Regions from separate parts of the Mus musculus genome. Here region 2 is linked to region 1. Evidence: chromatin contacts called from public HiChIP or PLAC-seq data. All regions are on one chromosome and are shown on one strand. The core of a region is the stretch at or near the end of the contact, and the rest is flanking DNA. Distances in the headings are between cores, read along the strand shown. Region 1 overlaps Cspg4 (chondroitin sulfate proteoglycan 4). Region 2 holds the start of Lingo1 (leucine rich repeat and Ig domain containing 1).

Region 1 (4,599 bases), core at 774-3,273:
ACTCCTCCCATGCTGTGCACAGGAAAGGGACCCAACCAAAGAATCTGGAGTCCTGCCCTTGGACCATCACTCCTTTCAGATCTGTATCTTGTGGAAAGTGAGGAAGACTCCAGCAGCTCTAGCAGTTTCTATTGGTCAGGGGAGGTTAGGCTGGAGTTGGAAGAAGCACTTCTCTGGCTTCCTATTGGAAGATGAGAGTTCTAACTCAGTGAACTGCACAATTGCCATAGCATCCACACTTAAAGGGCCAGCTTCTTTTTTTTTTTAAACTTTTTTAAAGATTTATTTATTATTTATTATATGTAAGTACACTGTAGCTGTCTTCAGACACTCCAGAAGGGGGAGTCAGATCTCATTACGGATGGTTGTGAGCCACCATGTGGTTGCTGGGATTTGAACTCTGGACCTTCAGAAGAGCAGTCAGGTGCTCTTACCTGCTGAGCCATCTCACCAGCCCAAGGGTCAGCTTCTTAATGGGCTCCCTTCTTTAGACTCTTAGGCAATAGGCAGTTTCCAAGCTTGGGGGTCTAGAGATCTGGGGATCCTTATACCCATGGGTTCTTCTTCTCCTCCTCCTCCTCCTCCCTCTCCTCCTTCTCCCCCTCCCCCTCCTCCTTCTTCTTCTACTACCCCTCCTCCTTCCTCCTTTTTTCTTTTTTTAAAGATTTATTTATTTATTATATGTAAGTACATTGTAGCTGTCTTCAGACACTCCAGAAGAGGGAGTCAGATCTCTTTACGGATGGTTGTGAGCCACCATGTGGTTGCTGGGATTTGAACTCTGGACCTTCGGAAGAGCAGTCGGGTGCTCTTACCCACTGAGCCATCTCACCAGCCCTCCTCCTTCTTTTAAAAAAATTTTTTTTTGAGACAAGATTTTTCTGTGTAGCCCTATTTGTCTTGCTGTCTTGGCACTCTCTCTGTAGACCAGGCTGGCCTTGAACTCAGAGTTCCATCTGCCTTTGCCTCTCAAGTGCTGGGATTAAAGGCTTGCACTACCACCAAATGGCTTTCTCTTTTCAACGATGTTTGTATAGGTCCTTTAATGGGTAGAATGTCCTGACCCTGTAGCTCCTAGGCCTTTGGGAGGGCCACAGGCAAAGGGCACATGCTTCCAAAGCTGGTATACATTTTTCATAGGTTGCATATTATCTAGACAAGTACTGATCTCTGCGCTGTGTGTCCAAATGTTATGAGAAAACCCATGTTCACATATATAACCATGTGTGTTTGTGTAGGTATATATATAAAAAAAAAGAGGGTGATGTTTTCAACATCATAAACATTGGTTACAGATCAAGTTCCTATCTATTTCCAGAGCCTAGGAAGAACAAGCTCCTTAGGAAAGGAAAGATGATGTAGTTGTCTTTTTTTGTTTGTTTGCTTTTTGTTTGCTTGTTTGTTTTTCGAGACAGGGTTTCTCTGTGTAGCCCTGTCTGTCCTGGAACTCACTTTGTAGACCAGGCTGGCCTCAAACTCAGAAATCCACCTGCCTCTGCCTCCTGAGTGCTGGGATTAAAGGCGTGCGCCACCACGCCCGGCTGTTTGTTTTAAAGGTTTAATTTTTAAGCATACATGCCTACATGTATGTTTGTGTGCCATGTGTGTGCCTGGTGCCCACAGAGGCCACAGGGGAGTGTTGGATCCCCAGAACTGGACTTACAGTTAGCTGTGAGCCACCATGTGGGTGTTGGGGTTCAGACTTGGCTCTCATAACCACTGAAACATCTCTCCAGCCCTGCATCCTACCAGTAAGCTTTATCTCCAGCTTCTGTGAACTATTTAGTAGAGGGGAAGGAACCCTGCCCTTAAGTTTTAGGAGTATATTTGAAAGGGTTTCACACACACACACACACACACACACACACACACACACACACACACACACGCTCGGCTGTGTCGTGAAAGACTCAGGTCCCAGCACGGCTGTGGGCACAATGTCTGGGTACCAGCTTACCACCTAGCCCAGGCTCGGAGCAGCAGAGCAGTGTCAGCCTGTGCCAGTGCCTGGGGGCAGGGCAGGGCAGGGCAGGCTGTGTGAATAGAGGGTGTTGTCAGTCCTCTAGGGGAAACAGGAGATGAGGGCAGATCCTGCCTGGCAGGTTTGTCACCCACATCTCTGCTTACACTTTCAGGGACGCTCCTTACTCTGGGTGGAGACTGGCTCATGGTAGCAAGGCCCTGAGGAGCCAGCCTTAACTTCCTGGGAGTGGCAAGGTGGAGCTGTGAGTGTTATACGGGGATGTTCTTGGTCTTCGAGAGCAGAGACATCACATTTATAAAAAGGAAACTAGTGTTGGCAGTTTAAGACACAGAGTATTTCTGGAGGCTATATTCTGGGGAGGTACAAGGCAGAGGGGTGGGAAATGATTTTTCACGGCAGTGTTCTCAGTGCGGCACCACCGAAGCCTTGCTGGGTCTCATCTATCGTTACTCTGTTGTGTGGCTCTAGTTGGGTCTCATACCCTCTCTGATTCTGTCTCCCTGTCCCTCCTGTCCCTCTGGAGATCTTTTTGTTGGTAATCCACCTGGTTCCAAGTTTCCTGCCTGACGTCTCTGAGAGGGGGCCGGATGTTAAAATGAACACGATGCCGTGAGAGAGTGTTGTCTGGAGGCAGGCAGGGTGGTGAGCAGGAGCGAGGCTCAAATGTTACAGATACTGGGGACACGTGCAGAGGAAACCCTAGCCCCCAGAGCAGGTCAGCTGCCAAAGGCTGCTTTCTGCCCTTCACCTCTAACTTCCTGTTCTTAGGCCTCGTGGAGTCCCACGGTTTCCCAGAGCACAGAAACCTACTGCCTCCTCCCTTTTGCTCAGACAGGATCTCTGAGAGCCGGATTGGCCTTCAATTTTTTTAGGGTCAAGAATGACTTTGGGGTTGGAGAAATGGCTCAGCTGTTAAGAGCACAGACTGTTCTTCCAGAGGTCCTGAGTTCAACTCCCAGTAACCACATGGTGGCTCACAATCTTCTGTAATGGGGTTTGATGCCCTCTTCTGGTGTGTCTGAAGAGAGCAATGGTGTATTCATATACAAAAAAAAAGTAATCTTAAAAAGACTTTGAACTCATTCTTATGCTCCTGCCTCCTAAGTACTGGGATTATAAGCAAGAGACATCAATTCAGCTTATGTTTCTTTTCTAATGACTTCAGCCCATTTTCAAGACCAGATAATTCCCTGGGCCAGAGTTTGCTTCCATTGCCCCTGATCTTGCATCATCCTCTTGTAGGAAGGGCCAGAGGATTCTATTTGCCTTGTGGCTCACATAATGGCCTTTCTTTTGGAGACCTGGGATCTCATGACCCATTGCTAGCTGAATGATCTGCTCTAGGGGGTATGACTTTCCTGTGTCTGCATTGGTTCCCCTCCTTTAGAGAAATACCTGGGTTCTCCTACTGAAGGACGGAGATTGTAAAATGTTCCACACAAAAGTCTGCCTGTCCAATCTTCCCTTTATGCACTGTGTCCCCAACTTTGACACCCCCCATGTCCCTTACTTTTGCTTCTGCAGCCACAATGAAAGGAGGCTGGGGGAGGAATAGGGCCTTGGAGGCCAAAACCCAGGCCAAGGAGTCTATGGCTGGGAGCATTTATTTATTTATTTATTTTTATTTTTCCCTGACGTTCCCTGTAGCGTAAGGGCTTTGGTCCCATCTCAACAAACAGCCCATCTGCCTGTACAGGTGAGAGTAGAGGACTTTGGGAATGCCCCAGGAGGTGGAAATTCAAGAGCTTGTCCAGATTTGTCCATCCCCACCCCCCATGAAGCGAGGCCACATGGCCTGCCCCAGGGGAGTGAAGCTGCCACGGATAGGAGCCCAGTGCACAAACTCAAACGACGCACAGCTGCTCGGAGCCTCCGAAGCACCATTCGCCACGGCTCAGTGGAGTCAAGTGTCTTCGTTTGCCTGCTCCCTAGTCTTGAGGAGAGCATGGCCACCAGGGTGGCCTCTAACACTCCCAGTCCAAGCACTGACAGTTGCTGGCCAGTGCTTCGGGCGCTCCACCACAGGGCTTTGTGGGTGACATGACTTCAGACCTTTGTCTATCCCGTGTACTCCAGGGCTTCATCAGGCCTGGCTAGGCCAGCACCATGTTAAATAGCTTTCTTGCCTTAAATTAACCAACCCCAGAGCAACCCCACCCATCTTGCACCTTGAATATATTAATCTATTGCCTAACATTCCTCCCCATTCGGCTTCAGGAAAACACCAGAGAGGGTGCTCTCGTTCCCCTGACCTTGGCAGTCTGGGTCAGGATTTATCTAAGGTCACAGTTCCAGGACCCGGAGTTGTGACCCATCTAGGATGCTTTCCTGTTTTCTGCAGTGAGCTGACTTTAGCTGCCTCTCACCTTGGCCCCATGGCGCTCCAGGTCTAAGAGAGCCGAGGAAGTCTCCAGCTCTTGACCCCACTCATTCCAGCTGTCTCCCAGCTCCCTCCACCCCTGGCATCTCAAGGTCTTTTTTTTTTTTTTGGCTCTGGAGATCCTCAGGCCAGACCAGGGTACAGCAACAGTGGGCCTGGTGGATGGGTGGGCAGCATCTGGTACAGGCCAGGTCTCACACCCAGTACTGGCCATTCCTGAGGGCAGGATTGGGTG
Region 2 (4,599 bases), core at 1,013-3,512, 270 kb after region 1:
CAGGACACCGAGAGAAGATGGGTAGATGGGCACCGCAAGATCCCAGCCTAGCACACCAGCTTCCTCATCTAGCAGCTGGAGACTGAGGGTGGGGGCGATGGACTCTCCCCCATTTCCCCGACCAGATCACTGAGGCAGGGAGCAGGTGAGTCGGGGGCGGAGATCTGCGGTGGCCGCGCCTTGCCTGCGTCAGTCGCCGCACCAGGAATAGCCCCCGCCCCCGCCCCCGCCCCCGCCCCGCATCGGGTCTGGCAGAGCCTTTACGCAGGAGCTAGGGAGCGTCTATTCCTGTCGGGCTGTGGGAGGAGGCGGCGAGGGAGGGCGGGAGCTCACCAGTAACTCACAAACAGCCGGGGTGGGGGAGCTGGGGAGACTGGGAAGGGGGTGCAAGGATCACGGAATCGGGGGACCCAAGAGCCGCCTGCGCTAGGCTCTGGAAGGGAGGAGACTCGTGTGGCCGCCCCACCTCCCCTCCTACCAGTAAGTCCCTCTGCCAAGCCTGCCTCCCACTGGTTTACTCAGCCCTGGAAAGCCATTCAAATTCCCTTTCCACGGTTTACAAGCTGTGTGACCGTGGCCAAGTCACGTAACCTTTCCGAGCCTGGGGTTCCTGCTCTTTATTTTCAGGGGAGTAGTAGTGCCTCTTCCTGAGGTTGTTGGAAGAAGAATGTAAGATGCAAGGAGCATCACTGACACCTGCAGGGAAAGGGCTCTAGGTAGGCCTGAGATATGGACATAGACAGAAGGCAGGAATGTCCCAAGCAGTGGTGTGCCAGTGAGGCTGAGAGGTATCCAAGATCGGTTTCGCTGGAACAGGTTTGTGCAACTCTTTGGACTATGTGTGTAAGGCTGGTCTGTGGAAATCAAGACAGTGCTGGGGGTGGGAACTTGAAGCTGGCCTCTCCAAGCCAGCCAGGTATCTCCGAAATGTCAGTCTGGTTCCTTGGAAGGAGAACGAGGTACTGGGAACGGGATCCTTGCCCACCCCAGAAAGACAGGCCTTGCGCTGGTCTCTTCCTGCCCTGCTCAGCTTCCTTCTTTGCCTGCCTACAAACTATCGGGAGTGCTGAGGTGCTAATGGGGAGAAGGGAACTCTGCCTTGTGGTGTCTTCATTGATGGTTATTCTAATCAATCTGGCATGGTTTTAAGGGGCATCTGGCTTCAAGCAGATGGAAAGAGGTGCAGTAGATAGATGAGGTCCCAACGGGTTGCCTGCCTACACCGCAGCCCTTGCCAGGCCACCCTGCCAGGCTAGTCTCTGATCTGTGGCCCAAGAAGAGTTTGGGTCTCTATGTAAAGGTCTTGTTCTGTGGAGCCATCTGAAGATGTGGTACCCACCAAACTCAGTATTTATTTTAGGGAGTTAGATGGTAAATAGCTAAGCCCAGACCGAGGATCTATACTGCCCTCTGCTGGTCACTTGGTAGAGTGCCACCGTCCGGAGCCTGGCAGATAGGCCTGCTGCCCTCTGCTGGACAGGAAACCCGACGGGGAGGGGACTGGGATGCTAAAGCAGATTCTAGACCTGGCCTCCCGGTAGACCCACTTAGCCAGCTCGGCTTCCACATCCCCTTCCTGTGCTTCCCGGCGGCCGGCCTCACCCTAAGATCCCTAGGAAGCAATGGTGGTGGTGGTGTGGTGTGGTGTGGTGTATGTGTGTGTGTGTGTGTGTGTGTGTGGTGGGGGGTGTCCTGGACATTTCGAGAGGAGGGGTCAAGACCTGACCCTCCTCAAGCTGTCCTCTAAACAACCGTGATCAGGTTGGGGGGTGTGGGGGCTGTCTGTCCACGTGCGTGTGTCGGTCCACACGGCAGTGTGCAGTGACCCCAGTTAACACGTGTGAACACACGCGCTCACATGCACACGCATGTGGCCAGAGACAATCAAACGCGAATGGGTGCACGCACTCTGGGAAGACCGCGGGCTGGGCTGGCTTAAGACTTGCTGGAGCCTGGGACCCAGAGGGGCGCTGCGTGGTGCAGGGCGGGAGCGCGGGGGCGCCGGCCCGGGAGCGTTCTTCGTCTGCGCCCCGCTGCCACTCTCGCTGCGCCCTGGGCGCTGGGCAGCTGCTGGGGCGCTCCTCCATCTTCGTCCGGTTCTCTGAAAGAAGGACCCCCACCCAGGTTTTGCGGCCGCGCCTTCTCTCTCCTCCCCCGCCCGGCTCCAGAGCTCGCTCACTAGCTCCCTCCCTCCCTCCCTCTGTCCCTCCTCCCTCCCTGGCTCGCTGCTCGCTCCTCTCGCTCCCTCCCCACGCCGCGGCAGAGCGCGGAGCCCGAGCGGGAGCCGGCGCGGGAGCCGGAGCGGGCGGCAGCTCAGGAGGCGGCCGGACCTGGACCCGTCCCGGTCCCGGAGCGCGCGGAGTCCCCACCCGCGCCGCTCGGGCCCCTCTCCCGACGCGGGGCTCAGAGCAGCATGCGCGGCAGCTGCCCACCGGTCCCAGCCCTGGCCCCGGCCCCGCTGCAGAGAACGCCCGGCCTCGACCCCGGCCCCAGCGGTAGAGGCGGTGGCGGCCGCTCCCGGCCGGCCCAAGGGACAGAGCCAGGCTCCGGGAGCCCGCAACACTCGTCCTGAGAGCCCCGGCTCCTCAGCCCGCTACGGCCAGGGCCTCGGCCTCCGCCCCCGACTCCCGAGCTCCTGCCCTAGAGTCGACTGGGCTCCCGCCCGCGTGGGACAGACAGACGGACAGCCAGCCCTGCGAGGGCGCGCGGACCGGGCGGAGGTGTTGTAGGAGGAGACCGAGGAGGGGGGCTGGGCTGGGGCTGGGGCCGCGCCGGCAAGAGAGACATGCGATTGGTGACCAAGCCGAGCGGACGGACAGCGCGCCCGAGATGCAGGTGAGCCCCTCCGTCTTGGCCGAGCCCGAGTCGGCAGCCCTGCGGCGAGCTGGGAGCTGGAAGCTGCTGTCGGCCCAGGCTTCACCCTCATGGGGCTATGTAGGGCACCTTGTACCGCCCAGACCCCCTTTGGGGTCGCAGGCCTGACCCTCAAGTTTCAAATGATTTTCCCATTTCCGTTCCGCTGGTCCTAACAGATCCCTGGTTGGCAAGCTGGGACCCGTGGTCAAGGAGAGATCCCTACCATTCCTTTCCATTCCTGCCCTGGTGCCCCCTAAATCATCCTCCCATTCTGGGCAGTGGTCACCCAAGAGGATATGTTCTCTCAGCTCTGGGTGAGTCCCTTTCGGTGGACCAGAGACCACTCCCCAGCCCTGGCTAATACCCTTAAGCTTGAGGACACAGCTAGCAAACAGTTTCTCCCCAGGCTCTAGGATTGCCCCTCTCTCCACAGGAACCTTGTCAGCCTCTTTCTGGCTCCTTTCTCGCTCCGCCTGGATGAAAGGGAGGTGGAGGGCGGAAGAAAAGGGAGGGGGGAGTCCAGTTGAGGAAGACCCAGGAACCTTCGGGGCTCCCCTTTGTCTTCGTTCAGCCGGGCTTCTCACCTCCTCCTGCCCCACTTTTCATTCCTAGGGAAATGGGTGGGAAGTGGGAGCCTGCTGAGAAGGGGGGAGGTGAGGAAGGAGCCTCCTGTGTGTGTCCCCCCAAACGCACCCTATTCGGGTGGGTTTTGGGCTTCCTGCCCTCTAAGACACCCAGATGTTTCTTTCTGGGCGGGTCCCACTTTGAGAAGGGGAGGGGCCAGGCAGGTAGGCAGTCCCCTGGGTCTCTTATTGCTGGGGTCCCTGACCAGCCCCTGACCAGCTCTTGTTGTGGCGGCACCTCCCCTTTGTTCTCAAATGCCCTGTGGTGGGTGGTGTGGCGACTGGGGCACATGGAAGATGGGAACAGCTATGCCCTGGTGGGTGGGAGTGCAAGAGGCCTGCGGTGGGGGCAAGACCATCTGGGCCAGCCCCTTTCTGCCAGCCCAGCCTTTCCTCAGTCTTTGGCTGGGCTTGGACAGCCAGAGGGCGCCCAGCTCTCCTGGTTCCGGGCTCTGGGCTCAGCCCTGATGGCCATTATGCCAACGACTTTAGCACAGGCATCGGTGCCAGGGGAGTTCGAGGGCACCAAGCCGGCAGAGAGCCTGGGGTTTCCCTGACCTCACAGACTACTAGTGAGGGGCGGGGGATGTTCCACTGCTCCTGGCCTTTTGTCCTTGTGTGGGCCAAGAGGGGTGCAGAGTCCTCAGCCACTGGAAGGATGTTGGCACCTGGTTTGCTGGGAGGCGAGACAGGGGTGGGGGGTGATAGAAAGGAGAAGCAAAGAGAGCATCAGAGCCACACTGAAGGTGCCAGGGAAAAGGCACGTGGTCTCAGAAGGCCCGAGGGCAACACCCAATTGCCTCAGTCAAAGAAGGGCAGGACCCCCACACCTGGTACAGCTCTTGGCTCTGTACCCCTTCCCCATCCCTAGCTGAAGTGTGTATGAGATGGCCTTGGGTAGGGCTCCATCAAGACCCTGATGCTCCCTAGACCTGGAGCAAGTGAGGGTTAGGAAGCAGCTTTTACCAGATGGGTGTGTGCCTCACGCTGAGTTTTGATGCTTTGTGAGTGGAGGGATCCTGCAAGACTGAGAAGAATGTAGAGAGCTGTCTATCTGTCACGATCCTCTTTGATCCTCGGGTGTCATCTTTCTTTTCCATCTGTCTCTAAACATTCATTC

What was found. HiChIP or PLAC-seq counts read pairs in DNA pulled down with a chosen protein or histone mark.
Region 2: a contact with region 1 is called in an H3K4me3 HiChIP or PLAC-seq map of embryonic stem cells, with 40 read pairs. The contact joins the promoter of Lingo1 here to the enhancer-like site in region 1. A contact is called at or near these places in 2 of 15 datasets of contacts at CTCF or cohesin (both in embryonic stem cells), 11 of 484 Hi-C or Micro-C datasets (the N1E-115 cell line, cerebral cortex, embryonic stem cells and 5 more), 10 of 115 datasets of contacts at active chromatin or transcription factors (T-cell acute lymphoblastic leukemia, embryonic forebrain, embryonic hindbrain and 5 more) and 1 of 9 other capture datasets (adipose tissue).

Annotation. Positions count from the first base shown.
Region 1 is chr9:56,898,850-56,903,448 of GRCm38.p6, reverse strand. Cspg4 (chondroitin sulfate proteoglycan 4) reads right to left here. Exons shown (of 10, transcript NM_139001.2): 10 at 3,579-4,599. The coding sequence ends at 4,559. Among named protein-coding and RNA genes, the nearest start is that of Snx33, 27 kb to the left of the region's middle. Within about 2 kb of position 2,023, at least 77 of the 459 cell types and tissues checked have an H3K27ac peak or open chromatin away from gene starts, as enhancers often do. A contact at or near this core is called in cerebral cortex, embryonic stem cells, muscle stem cells and 2 more, where this site is marked.
Region 2 is chr9:56,633,311-56,637,909 of GRCm38.p6, reverse strand. Lingo1 (leucine rich repeat and Ig domain containing 1) reads left to right here and starts at 2,262. Exons shown (of 2, transcript NM_001311076.1): 1 at 2,262-2,835. The coding sequence starts at 2,830.